Regions from separate parts of the Mus musculus genome. Here region 1 is linked to region 2. Evidence: chromatin contacts called from public Hi-C data. All regions are on one chromosome and are shown on one strand. Each heading gives the region's core, a stretch centred on a gene start, on an enhancer-like site or on the middle of the called end of the contact. The rest is flanking DNA. Distances are from core to core; before and after follow the strand shown.

Region 1 (5,663 bases), core at 36-2,535, 210 kb after region 2:
ATCAGCATTTGGAAGCTGATTATGGGATGGATCCCCAGATATGGCAGTCTCTAGATGGTCCATCCTTTCGTCTCAGCTCCAAACTTTGTCTTTGTAACTCCTTCCATGGGTGTTTTGTTCCCAATTCTAAGAAGGGGCCAAGTGTCCACATTTTGGTCTTCGTTCTTCTTGAGTTTCATGTGTTTTGCAGATTGTATCTTGTATCTTGGGTATTGTAAGTTTCTGGGCTAATATCCACTTATCAGTGAGTACATATCATGTGAGTTCTTTTATGATTGGGTTACCTCGCTCAGGATGATGCCCTCCAGGTCTTTTCTAACTAAATCACCTCCCCAGTCCCCATGGGTACTTTATCCATAATAATAAAAATTGTAAATAGACCAAATGTCCAAAAAAAAAAGAAAATGAAAATGAAGTGTAAATGTAAGATAGAATGTTTTCCAGTATTTTTATAGTGACTAGAAGTCACAAGAAAATATTTTTGATAAATCTCAAAAATATTATTTTAAGAAAAAAATACCTCAGAGGTCCATGAAGAGGCCGTTTTTTTCTTCTAATTTATTCTTTCACAATTTCATTATAGATCTATTAGAAAGGGGGAGGGGAACTTTGATAGTATTCACCCTTGTTCTCCTCTTAGCCCTTTCCTCCTCTCACTACACCCTTCTTCCCACAACTCCCCCACCTATCTTCATGTCTTGTAAGCTTGCTTGTGGCCAGTTCCATTTAGTAAAGGTTGTCTGCACGAGGACAGGTCAGGAGTGGTTAGGGACTGGGGAGTGTGACCCCTCTCACCAGCGATCATTAACCAACAGAAGCTTTAGAGCACGTAAAGTTAATCTAGTAACTAGTAACTACTAATCTAGTAACTGGTGAACAAGCAGGCTCTCAGGGGACCAGAAAGCGGGGGAACTCACTGGAGTAACAGAAATGCCCTGTACTCTGAACTGGGTGGCCTTTTTGTGAAGAGTTATTAATGGCATGCTTTCAATTTGCGTGTTCGACTCTATGTAGATCAATAGGCAATCACTAGGTGGGGTGCTAAATGAGTGTAACATGGAGGGTTGTTCATTTCCTGTGAATCAGACACAGCTACTAGGCACATTATTTGGTTGTCGCTTTCACATAATGCTTTTTGAATCCATTCCTGCCTGTTGAACATTTTCACTACTAATTCAGTGATGAAGTTCAGGGGGTTTTCCCTGTCCTGCATATATCTAGATTTGTTCTATAAACCATGGGGAGGATTTTTCCCCTTGTGCCTTACCTCAGACACACTTTCTCTATCTGTGTGGGTGGTAGGGGTTTGTGGTTTATCATGTCACGTGCACATGTGTGTGTAGTTAGGCACGGAGGACAGAGGTTAAAGTTGAGCATCTTCCTCCATCACTCTCTGTTTTGACTGCACTGGCTGGCCACTAAGCCCTGGAGTCAGTCTGTCTCAGTCCTCCCTCTACCCACCATAGCCCCAACAAGCACTGGAATGACAGGCACCCACCGCCATGCCTAGCTTTTATGTGCATGCTGAGGTTCCAGACTCAGGTCCTTCCTCGTGCTTTATACAGCAAGCACTTTACCCACTGGACCAACTCTCCATTCCCTGATGTCCCTCTCCAAAGGGCTTTCCGAACATTTGAGTGAAGCACATGTATATGTTTATTATGCACAACAATAGGTATTAGTCTGATATTTTCCATCCTTGCATACACTGTAATTTGACCTTGCTCACTACTCTCGCTGACATTATCGCTTTTGTCCACTCTGATTGGGTCTCTTCCTCTTTTCTTTAAAAAAACCTAGCTTCTGTGTCTGAGAGAAAATAAACCATATCTGTCCAAATCTAGCCTGTTTCTTTTAACACGATAACCTCTACTTCTAGCAACTTTTCTTGCTGATAAGGTCATTTTGATGTTCATTTTGGCTGAGTATAACCCCCCCCCCGTTCATATACGCCCGTTACTCCTAATCCACCCCTCTATAGACAGATGCCTAAGCTGGCCGTGGTTAGCACATCTGCACTGTGAGTATTCCAGGTCTGTCATATGCTCACACTTCCATCAAGCTGCTTTCAGAAGAAGTAGGTTTTTCATCATATCTCGGCATTTTAGCTAAGATCTAATGTAAAAAGAAGGCATTTTAGTAGTAGGAAGCTGGTCTGAAACAAAATATCCAGGGTTGAGAGGGGCAGGAGAATAAAGAGCGGGTAAATATGACCAGAGTACAATGATACACACATAATGGTATGCATGCTTGAACGACGAAGTCCTTTATTTTGTATACTATATTGCTATAGTTAAAGCATACTTCAGAAGCCAGACCTGCCTGGCATGTTTCTTCCCATGCCTAGTTTATTTCATAACAATGTCCTCCAAGTTCATTCATGTTGCAAATGACAAAATTTCTTTAAAAAAAAGAATAGTATCCTCCTGTCGGTTTTATGATGGGTATCTAGGTTGCCTCTGTGTCTTAGGTGTTCTGGATCAGGTTGCAGTGTTTTTTTGCCTCCTCCCTCAGGCAGCCCCTGAGCCACCCAGTTGGCTGAAATCACTTTCAAAATTTTGAAATGATGCCCAGTTGGTCTGAAATCACTTTCTCCGCTTCACCTTTAATAACTGCAAGCCAGTTCCCAAGTGATCCAGCTAATGTAACTCTAACAATGATGAAATGTCAGCATCTCGTAGTCACAATCTCTTCTTTCATCCACAAAAGAAATCTCACCACTCTCTGATGATAACCAACTCCATGCATCACCAAACCCACCCTAAATGGCCCTCAAGAGGGATTATTTTGTCCAATCCTGTAAAATAAGAACAGTTTCATGTAGACGAGGCATTAGGCCAAAAGACTCATGAAGTCCCATACTAAAAAAGAAAGATAATTATTAGCCTAAAATTTAGAAAAAGGAAAACTAAGGAGATAGAAGATAAAGCAGGGTCCAAGAATGTTTGAAGGCAACGCTGGATAAAGAGGTAGTTACATTTGTTCTGAAATGTGTCTCCTTTGTTTCATCTGGCACCTTTACTAGTTGATTAGGTCCATCTTGTGTCCTTCTGGCTCTGACATTTCTATTATTAAAGCTTTAACCATTTTGTTTTGATCCATAGATAATAATTGTAAATACTTGTAGGGTGCAATCCAGTGCTTTGATATATGCTTATAGAGTGTCGTGATCAAATCAAGCTAACAAATCTACTGCTACCACACTGGTTTTTTTTTTTCTTTTTTGCAATTTAAGAATTGCTATTTTTGTCATTATAAATACATAGAGCATTATCATCATGTCACTTTTGTTTGTAAGAGATCACTGAAGTGCATTCCTCCCATCTACTGAAACTTTGTACCCTTTGATTGACACAGCCCTTTCTCTGTTAACCTTGTTCCCCCACCCCAGACCCTGATAAGCATCACTAAACCCCTTGCATGAGCTCAGCTTCTTTAGATTCTACATTCAGACGTGGTAGTTGCCTTCCTATGCTTGGCTTGTTTCACTTAACACCACTTCCTTCAGCTTTACTCATGATGTGAACGGCAGGTTTTTAAATGAATAGCATTCTATTGAGTATTTAAGTGTATGCGTATATATGTGTGTGCACACGTGTGTGTGGCTGCGGCCTGCAGCTCAGTCTAAACTTAGAATCACACTGTCAAATTCCTAAAAACCTACCTGGAAGCTTGTTTGAGTTTGTTGAATGTTTGGCAATTTTGGCCCTTTTTAATTCTCACTCCTGTCTGTGGTACCATGTCCCTTCCCAGTTCATTGTAGCATCCATTTTTCTTTCTTCTTCGGTTTTTTGGGGGGCTGGGAGGATGTCTAATGTTTCTTTTTAGTGTAGCAAATGGATTTATTATCCATTCTCTGTAGGTTTGCCAACTCGATGATTTTTTTTTTACATTTAATCATATTAGTTCCCATTTCCTAATCCTCAGTGGTATTTGCAGTTATGCTCCTAATTTCTCCATCCATTCTCCTCATTCTTCATATGTAATGGTGAGACATCTGCTCCGAATTCTACATATGACACACTATAAGGAGTTTTTTTCTGTTGTCATAACATTGTGGTCAGAGGCACTGCTGTGTATATTTATTACTTTGAGACATTTTTCTATTTGGCTCAGTGTATAGATTTTGTAAACATTTAATATGGACATTAGGAAAGAGCATGCACTGCCCGTTCTTGGGCCTAACATTTTATATATAACTTTCTCTGAGAATCCTGCATGTGAGCATTATACTGACCTCATTGCCCACATTGACTCCTCCAAAACCTCCCATGGGCTCAAAGTGATGTGCCGTTTCATATTCCCACCGTTTCTCCACAGCCGGACCATTTGCTGCTGTCCATCTTTTTAATTTTAGCATATTATTTTAACAGAACACTGTCTCCTTGTAATATATATTTTCCAAAGACCAACAGTATTGAACAATTTCATGAGCTTATTGACAATTTGTATTCCTCCCTTCCTGAGCAATCTGTTAAAAATTCTTGTCCATTTTTAATAGTTTGTCATTTATTGCTGATTTGTAAAGTGTTTTTCATTATGGGCACAGTCCTTCATCAGATATGTGCACTGCAAATGCTTCCTCCTACACTGTTGTATTTAGTAGCATCCACAAACAAAACTTTTCGGTTCCAATTCATCAACCTTTTTCTTTCTGTTTGGGTCCGCTAATATCTTTTTGAGAAAATCTTCACCTACCCCAATTTGTGAAAATACTCTCCTGAGTTTTCTTCTAGGAGCTTTACAGTTTGTATCTCAGGTCTGAGTCAATGATGCATCTCTAAATATTTCATGCTGTTGTCTTATGAAGGATCATATTCTTTTTTAAAAAAAGACTTATTTATTATTATACATAAGTACACTGTATCTGTCTTCAGACACACCAGAAGAAGGCGTCAGATCTCATTACAGATGGTTGTGAGCCACCATGTGGTTGCTGGGATTTGAACTCAGGACCTTCGGAAGAGCAGTCAGTGCTCTTACCCACTGAGCCATCTCACCAGCCCGGAGGATCATATTCTTGTCTTTTCTAGTTTTTCATCAATAATTTAGAAACATAAAATTAATTTTAGATGTATTTATTTAATTTTATGAGCATGTGCCTACATGTATGTATGTGCACTGTGTTCATGCCTGGTGCCTGTAGTGATCAGAAGAGGGTGTTGAATCGCCTTAAGGAGTTACAGATGGTTGTGAGCCAGCCACCATGTGGACCCTGGGTAGCAAACAAGAGCTATAAAGTGCTCTTAACCACTGAGCCATCTCTCCAGCCCCATAAACCATTTTCACATATTAACCTAGTATTATGCGTGCTTTTTTTCTAGATTAACTTAATAATTCTAATCAATTGTTTTGCAGCTTAAGATTTTTCTTTGTAAAAACATGTTTCTATTCGAAAATAGAGGATTTGTGTCTGCATTTCCAAGTTTTGTCTCTTTTAATTCTGTTACTTACTTCACTACAAGAGAAAGAGCCAAGACCTCCAGTGCAGTCAAGGAGAAAGGGCAGAGAGGAAATCCAAGATCGCTCTCAGTCATGAGGGGAGAGGTCTCACCTTTTATGTCAGATACCACTCCAATCTAGGAATTTCGTAGACTAAATTTCCATTCATAGTTTGAGGACTGAAGAAGTGTTGAATCATGCACAAAATGTCTCTGCATGTT
Region 2 (6,243 bases), core at 3,344-5,843:
CCCTCCTTCCTAAAGACCGGTTTCTAGAGGTGACTCTGTCCTTTATTTTTACTGTATCTTTCTGACTCCTGGCTTCCCTTCTGTGTGTCGCATACACAAGTGCCTCATCTAGTTTTGAGAAACTGCCTTCACCTAGAAGTTGGAGCTTACCAGTCAGCCCAGTCAGAGACTCCAGGAAGCTCTACAACTTTTATGTAGGTCCCAATCATTGTCTCTCTGCCGCAACTGAAAACAAGTCTAGGTAAGGATAAATCTAGATCCTGGAAGATAGCTAGATATCAAGTAGGATGACTCCAAGGAGACTCGTTATATCAAATTTGTTAAAGACAAAAAGGGAAATTTGAAAGCAGCAAGACAAAAGATACATCACAAACAAGAGGATGCTTAAAAGTCTATCTGAAAATTTTCTTCCGTCAGAGACCTGGATATCTCTTCCATCAGAGATCAGAAGCACTAGGTGGTATATTCAAAGTTCTAAAAGAAAACCAAATGACCATCCAAAGACTCCTATAGCCAACAATGCCTGCCCTATAGAAATGAGAGATAAATATGTTTTCAGGCATCTGGAAATCGGGGAGCTTTATTGCTATGAAACTTGCTTCATAAATATACAATAGTTGAAATGAAATAATATTAAATGGAAATATAAGACACAAGTAAATGTAAGACTTACTGGAAAAGATAAATTCATAAACACAAAGAGTATTTATAGGCATAAAATGCTTCTTTATTACAATAATAGGTAAATTGATTACAACACAACCTAGCATAAAGACCTAGGAGGTTGTGGCCTTATTGGAGGATGCATGTCTCTTTGGGATGAACTTTGAGATTCCAAATATTCACACCAAGCCCGGTGTCTCTTTCTCTGCCTTCTGCCAGAAGATCATGGTGTGACGTTGTCAGCTATGGCTCCAGCACCATGCCTGTGAGCTTCCTGACATGATAACCATGGAACAACCCTCTAAAATTGTAAGCAAGCCCTCAGCTAGATGCTTTCTTTTATGGGTTGCTTTGGTCCTTGTGTCTTTTCATAGCAATAGAACAGTAACTAAGACAGTAAGTTATTTGAGAGTAGACTTCCAAAACTGTGAGTTTTTATCTTAAATGTAAACTCCAGAGGACCAGAAAGAAACTATTTTTAAAAAGTTACAGCTGAAAGAACAAGAAGGAATGAATAAAAAATTCCAGGGCAGGAATGGAAGGCCATTAAGAAAGTGACAACAACAAATCTCTCTTCTTTATCTATAATTGCTATAAATATAAGTGGGCCAAATTCCCTGGAAGATGCAGCATAGGAAGATGGCTGTTCTTAAAGATCAAAATATACGCTGTCTGAAAGAAACACCCTATAGGTTTAAGTGCACACTTAGGGAAAGTGAAAACATCCAACATCGGAACAGATCAGGAGTTGCCAAATAAATGTTAAAGGTTCCTACAAGATAAATCAGCACCAATACAGTAAATTAATAACCGAAGACTTCAAGCCCCAGTTCATAGAAAAGGAATAAAAGTCTAGACAGTAAATCAAAAAAGAAGTAGCACGTTTGAGCAACGCTGTAGACCAAGCATTTAACAGAGGGCCACGTGTCCTCCCATAGCAGAAAACTACATATGAAAGATTCTCAGGAATTGGTCATATGTTAGGACACTCAATACTCTGGAGGCTGAGGCAGGAGAATTTCCACAAGTACATGAATTTCCATACTATGCTAAAGCATGAAGCCTTTTGTTCTCAACACAAAAGATCAAAGTCGTAGCAAGCCAGGACTGGGCAGATGATGGAGTTGGTAAAGCACTTGCTGTGTAAGCACGAAGTCCCTGGTTTCCTCTCTAACATGCAAGTAAAAAAACCAAAGCTCAGGGCCTCACACCTAAGATCCAAGGCATGGCAGAAAGGGGGCAATGCGATCTCCAGGGTTCTCTGGCCAGCCAGCCTCGCTGAATCATTGAGTGCTAGGTTCAGTGACAGGCTTATTTCAAAAATGGGATGAAGTATGACTAAGGAAGGTTTCCAACTTTGACCTCTAGTTTCTACGTACCTGTGTGCATACACATGAACATATTCACACAGTCACCACCTTACCAAGTATCTTTTCCAATCACAATGGGGTGAAATTAGAAATCAGAGCAGTAGAAAACAACAAAATTGGAAATTTCACAATTACATAGGAAGTACAAAAAAAGCTTACACAACTCGTGGGTTAGATGGGATGTCAATAGGAACATTAAAAATAAATACCCTGAAGTAAGAGAAAGCAATAACACAATTTACCCAAACAGACAAAGAAGGCAGTAAAAGCAGCATCAAGAACGAAGCCATAAACTCATCCATTTCAAAAGGAAGAAGCCAAGTGTGATCACACAGGCCCGAGTCCCAGCGTGTGTGGGAGTTCCGGGCAGGAGGGCTGCATGTTCCAAGTCAGCCTAAACACACAGAGGCACTGTCTTGGAAGACAAAGAACAGAAAAGGGAGTAGGTGGGTGGGGAGGGGGAAGAGAAAAGAGGAAGAGAAGGTGAGATGGAAGGATGGAGATATTGTTTGGCATCCAGTTGCTTCCTGGTATAATTCTACAAAACATCAAATATTAATTAATACCATGTCTTCATAAACTCTTCCAAAAAATAGAAGTAGAAGGAATACTTCCAAACTCATTTTATGAGACAAACATTACCCTACTGCCAAAACCAAAGATACCACACGCAAAAGAACTATAGGTCTCTATCTCTGATTACTATATATTCAGAACTGTCACAAAACAAAAACAAAAACAACAGCAACAACAAAAAACCTAGCAAACAGGGCTGGGGAAGATGGATCTGGGGTACAGTGCTTCCCCCCATGCCTGACACCTGAATTTGGATTCCAGACCTGACACAAAAGCTGGCTTGCATAGCTTTGAACATACTCCTTTTCAAGGAAAGTAGAAAGATGAGAACCAGTAACCAAAGGTGCTCCTCTGACCTAGACAAACACAGCATGACCCTAATGTCACGCTGAACCCAACAGCATAACAAAAGAATTGCTTACCATGACTGAATGAGAGTTACCCTTGGCATAAGTTGGTTTAACATATGGATATCAATCAATGTGATAGTTCACTTTAAAGGAATCAAAGACAAAAGTCACAGTAGTCACAGAGAAAGTATTTGACAAAGTTCAACATCGTTTCATGATTGGAAAGTCTCAGGGCTGGAGAGATGGCTCAGCAGTTAGGAGCACTGGCTGCTCTTCCAGAGGATCCATGTTCAATTCCAAGCACCCACATAGTAGCTCACAATCATCTCTCCATGCAGATGATCCAATGCCCTCTCTGGCCTCCAAGGGTACCAGGTATGCATGTCACATCACACACACATGCTGCATACACATACATACAGGCAAACACTCATACACATGAAATCATAAAATAAATTAAAATTAAAAATTAAAATTCCTAATAATGTAGATACAGAAGAAAATGTCCTCAACATATCAGGGGTCCTTTGCAAGTAGCCTACAGCTGACGGTCTGTGAGGGAAATGGAGAGCTTTCCCCCTATGTTCTGGTAATTGAAACACTTAAAAGAGCTTTCAGACCGGAAAGCCAAAAATAAATAAATAAATAAATAAATAAATAAATAAATAAATAAGTCAAATCAAAGAACAAAGAGAAAGATATTCATGCTTAGATGATAACATTCTACAGGTAGAAAACCATGCAGACCATGTAACACACACACACATACACACACACACATACACACATACACACATACACACACATATACACTTACACACACAGGCACTAATAAATTAACTCAATAAAGTAGCATGATAAAAAAACCAACAACATATATAAATCAGTTGTACCTCTCTACACCAATAATGATATATCTGAAAAATAAACCAAGAAAAGCCATCTCAACTTAAAATACCATCAAAAGTAATAAAATTCTTAAGAAAAAACTCTAACCAATGTGGTAAAAGATCAATAAATGAAAAAATATTAAAACATTGGTGAAAGAATTTGAAGAGGTCACAAACAAATGGGAAAATAATCCCTGTGTGAAGATTGTAGCACTGCAATTGTTGACACACCCAAACTGTTCAAAGCAACATAGTCTCAATACAACCTCTACCAAAACCCCAATGTCACTTTTCACAGAAATAGAAAAAAATCTAAAAGTTTATGAACCTGAGTGACCTGGAACAATCATAGTTCCCAATCTAAAATTCTCTCCCCAAGCTACACTCCTCAGTCAGCACAGTGTGAGCCTGGCATAGAAACAGACAAACTAACGGAGCAGACAACCTAGACATAAACTCAAGTCTATGCAGTCAGCTGATGTCAGACAAGGTCCCCAAGAAGACACAACAGGTAAAGGTTAGTGTACAACAAATGATGTTGGAAAACTATACCTATGTGCGAAAATAAAATAAAATAAATCCGGATCCCTATCTCACACAAAAAACAACTCAGAACGGGTTAAGAACTAACCTAAGATATGGAAGTATGAAACACCTAGAGGAAACCTCACTGATATTGGTCTTGCCAGTCTTTATTCAGCATCTCACCAAAACTCAGAGAAACAAAAGTGAAAGTAAGTATGTAGAACCACAGAGAGCTAAAAAACAAAGGCAGAAGGAAGTGATGGTCAAAACGCAAAGGCGCATACCAGTTATGAGAGTGTGTTTGGGAACCACTAAATCTGAAGGGGGCTTACTACCCAGAGAGTCCCAAAAGAACTCATATAACTCAGTAATAAGGAAATAAAATACTCAATTTTAAAAATGGGTAAATTAGGCTGGGGTAATAACTCAGTTGACAATATGCTTGCCAGACAAGCATAAATACGGAGGTCTCAACCTCAGTACTTGAGAGGCAGAGATTCTATATATATATGTGCAAGTGCCTATACACATGGATAAAGAGAGAGAGAGAGAGAGAGAGAGAGAGAGAGAGAGAGAGAGAGAGAGAGAGAGAGAGAGAATGTTTATGTATTATTTGTATTATTCAGCTTTAGAGGAGGTTTTTTTCTATTTTCTCTCTTTTTATACTTTTATTAGATATTTCCTTTATTTACATTTCAAACGTTTATCCCTCTTCCTAGTTTCCCCTCTGAAAATCCCCTATCCCTTTCCACCTCCCCCTGCTCACCAACCCACCCACTCCCACTTCCTGGCCCTGGCATTCTCCTATACTGGGGCATAGAACCTTCTCAGGACCAAGGGCCTCTCCTCCCATTGATGTAGCAGGTCTTCCTCTGCTACATATGCAGTTAGAGTCATGAGTTCCACCATGTGTTTTCTTTGATTGGTAGTTTAGTCCTAGGGAGCTCTGGGGATACTGGTTAGTTCATATTATTATTCATCCTATGGGGCTGCACACCCTTTCAGCTCCTTGGGTACTTTTTCTAGCTCCTTCATTGGGGACCCTGTGTTCTGTCCAATGGATGGCTGTGAGCATCCACTTTTGTATTTGTCAGGCAATGGCAGAGCCTGTCTGGAGACAGCTTTATCAGGCTCTTAGCAGCAGGCTCTTCTTGGCATCCACAATAGTGTCTGGGTTTGGTGGTTGTTTCTGGGATGAATCCCCGGGTGGGGCAGTCTCTGGATAGTCATTCCTTCCGTCTCTGTAACTCCTTCCATGGGTATTTTGTTCCCATTCTAAGAAGGATCGAAGTATCCACACTTTGGCCTTCCTTCTTCTTGAGTTTCATGTTTTGCAAATTGTATCTTGGGTATTCTGAGCTTCTGGGCTAATATCCACTTATGAGTGAGTGTATATCACATGTGCTCTTTTGTGATTGGGTTACCTCACTCAGGATGATGTCCTCCAGAACCATCCATTTGTCTAAAAATTTCATGAATTCATTATTTTTAATAGCTGAGTAGTACTCCATTGTGTAAATGAACCACATTTTCTGTATCCATTCCTATGTTGAGGGACATCTGGGTTCTTTTCAGCTTCTGGCTATTATAAATAAGGCTGCTATGAACATAGTGGAGAATGTGTCCTTATTACAAGTTGGAACATCTTCTGGGTATATGCCCAGGAGTGGTATTGCTAGATCTTCCAGTAGTACTATGTCCAATTTTCTGAGGAACCGCCAAACTGATTTCCAGAGTGCTTGTACCAGCTTGCATTCCCACTAGCAATGGAGGAGTGTTCCTCTTTCTCCACATCCTTGCCAGCATCTCCTGTCACCTGAGTTTTTTATCTTAGCCATTCTGACTGGTGTGAGGTGGAATCTCAGGGTT

What was found. Hi-C and Micro-C count contacts between places; a contact is called where the count stands out from the background.
Region 1: a contact with region 2 is called in a Hi-C map of Th1 cells, with 2.4 times the contacts expected there. The contact joins two enhancer-like sites. A contact is called at or near these places in 2 of 484 Hi-C or Micro-C datasets (the HPC-7 cell line and Th1 cells) and 2 of 115 datasets of contacts at active chromatin or transcription factors (CD8 T cells and memory CD8 T cells).

Annotation. Positions count from the first base shown.
Region 1 is chr4:48,011,171-48,016,833 of GRCm38.p6, forward strand. No RefSeq gene overlaps it. Among named protein-coding and RNA genes, the nearest start is that of Nr4a3, 31 kb to the right of the region's middle. Within about 2 kb of position 1,286, at least 23 of the 459 cell types and tissues checked have an H3K27ac peak or open chromatin away from gene starts, as enhancers often do. A contact at or near this core is called in CD8 T cells, Th1 cells and memory CD8 T cells, where this site is marked.
Region 2 is chr4:47,794,773-47,801,015 of GRCm38.p6, forward strand. No RefSeq gene overlaps it. Among named protein-coding and RNA genes, the nearest start is that of Gm46853, 160 kb to the right of the region's middle. Within about 2 kb of position 4,594, at least 36 of the 459 cell types and tissues checked have an H3K27ac peak or open chromatin away from gene starts, as enhancers often do. A contact at or near this core is called in CD8 T cells, Th1 cells and memory CD8 T cells, where this site is marked.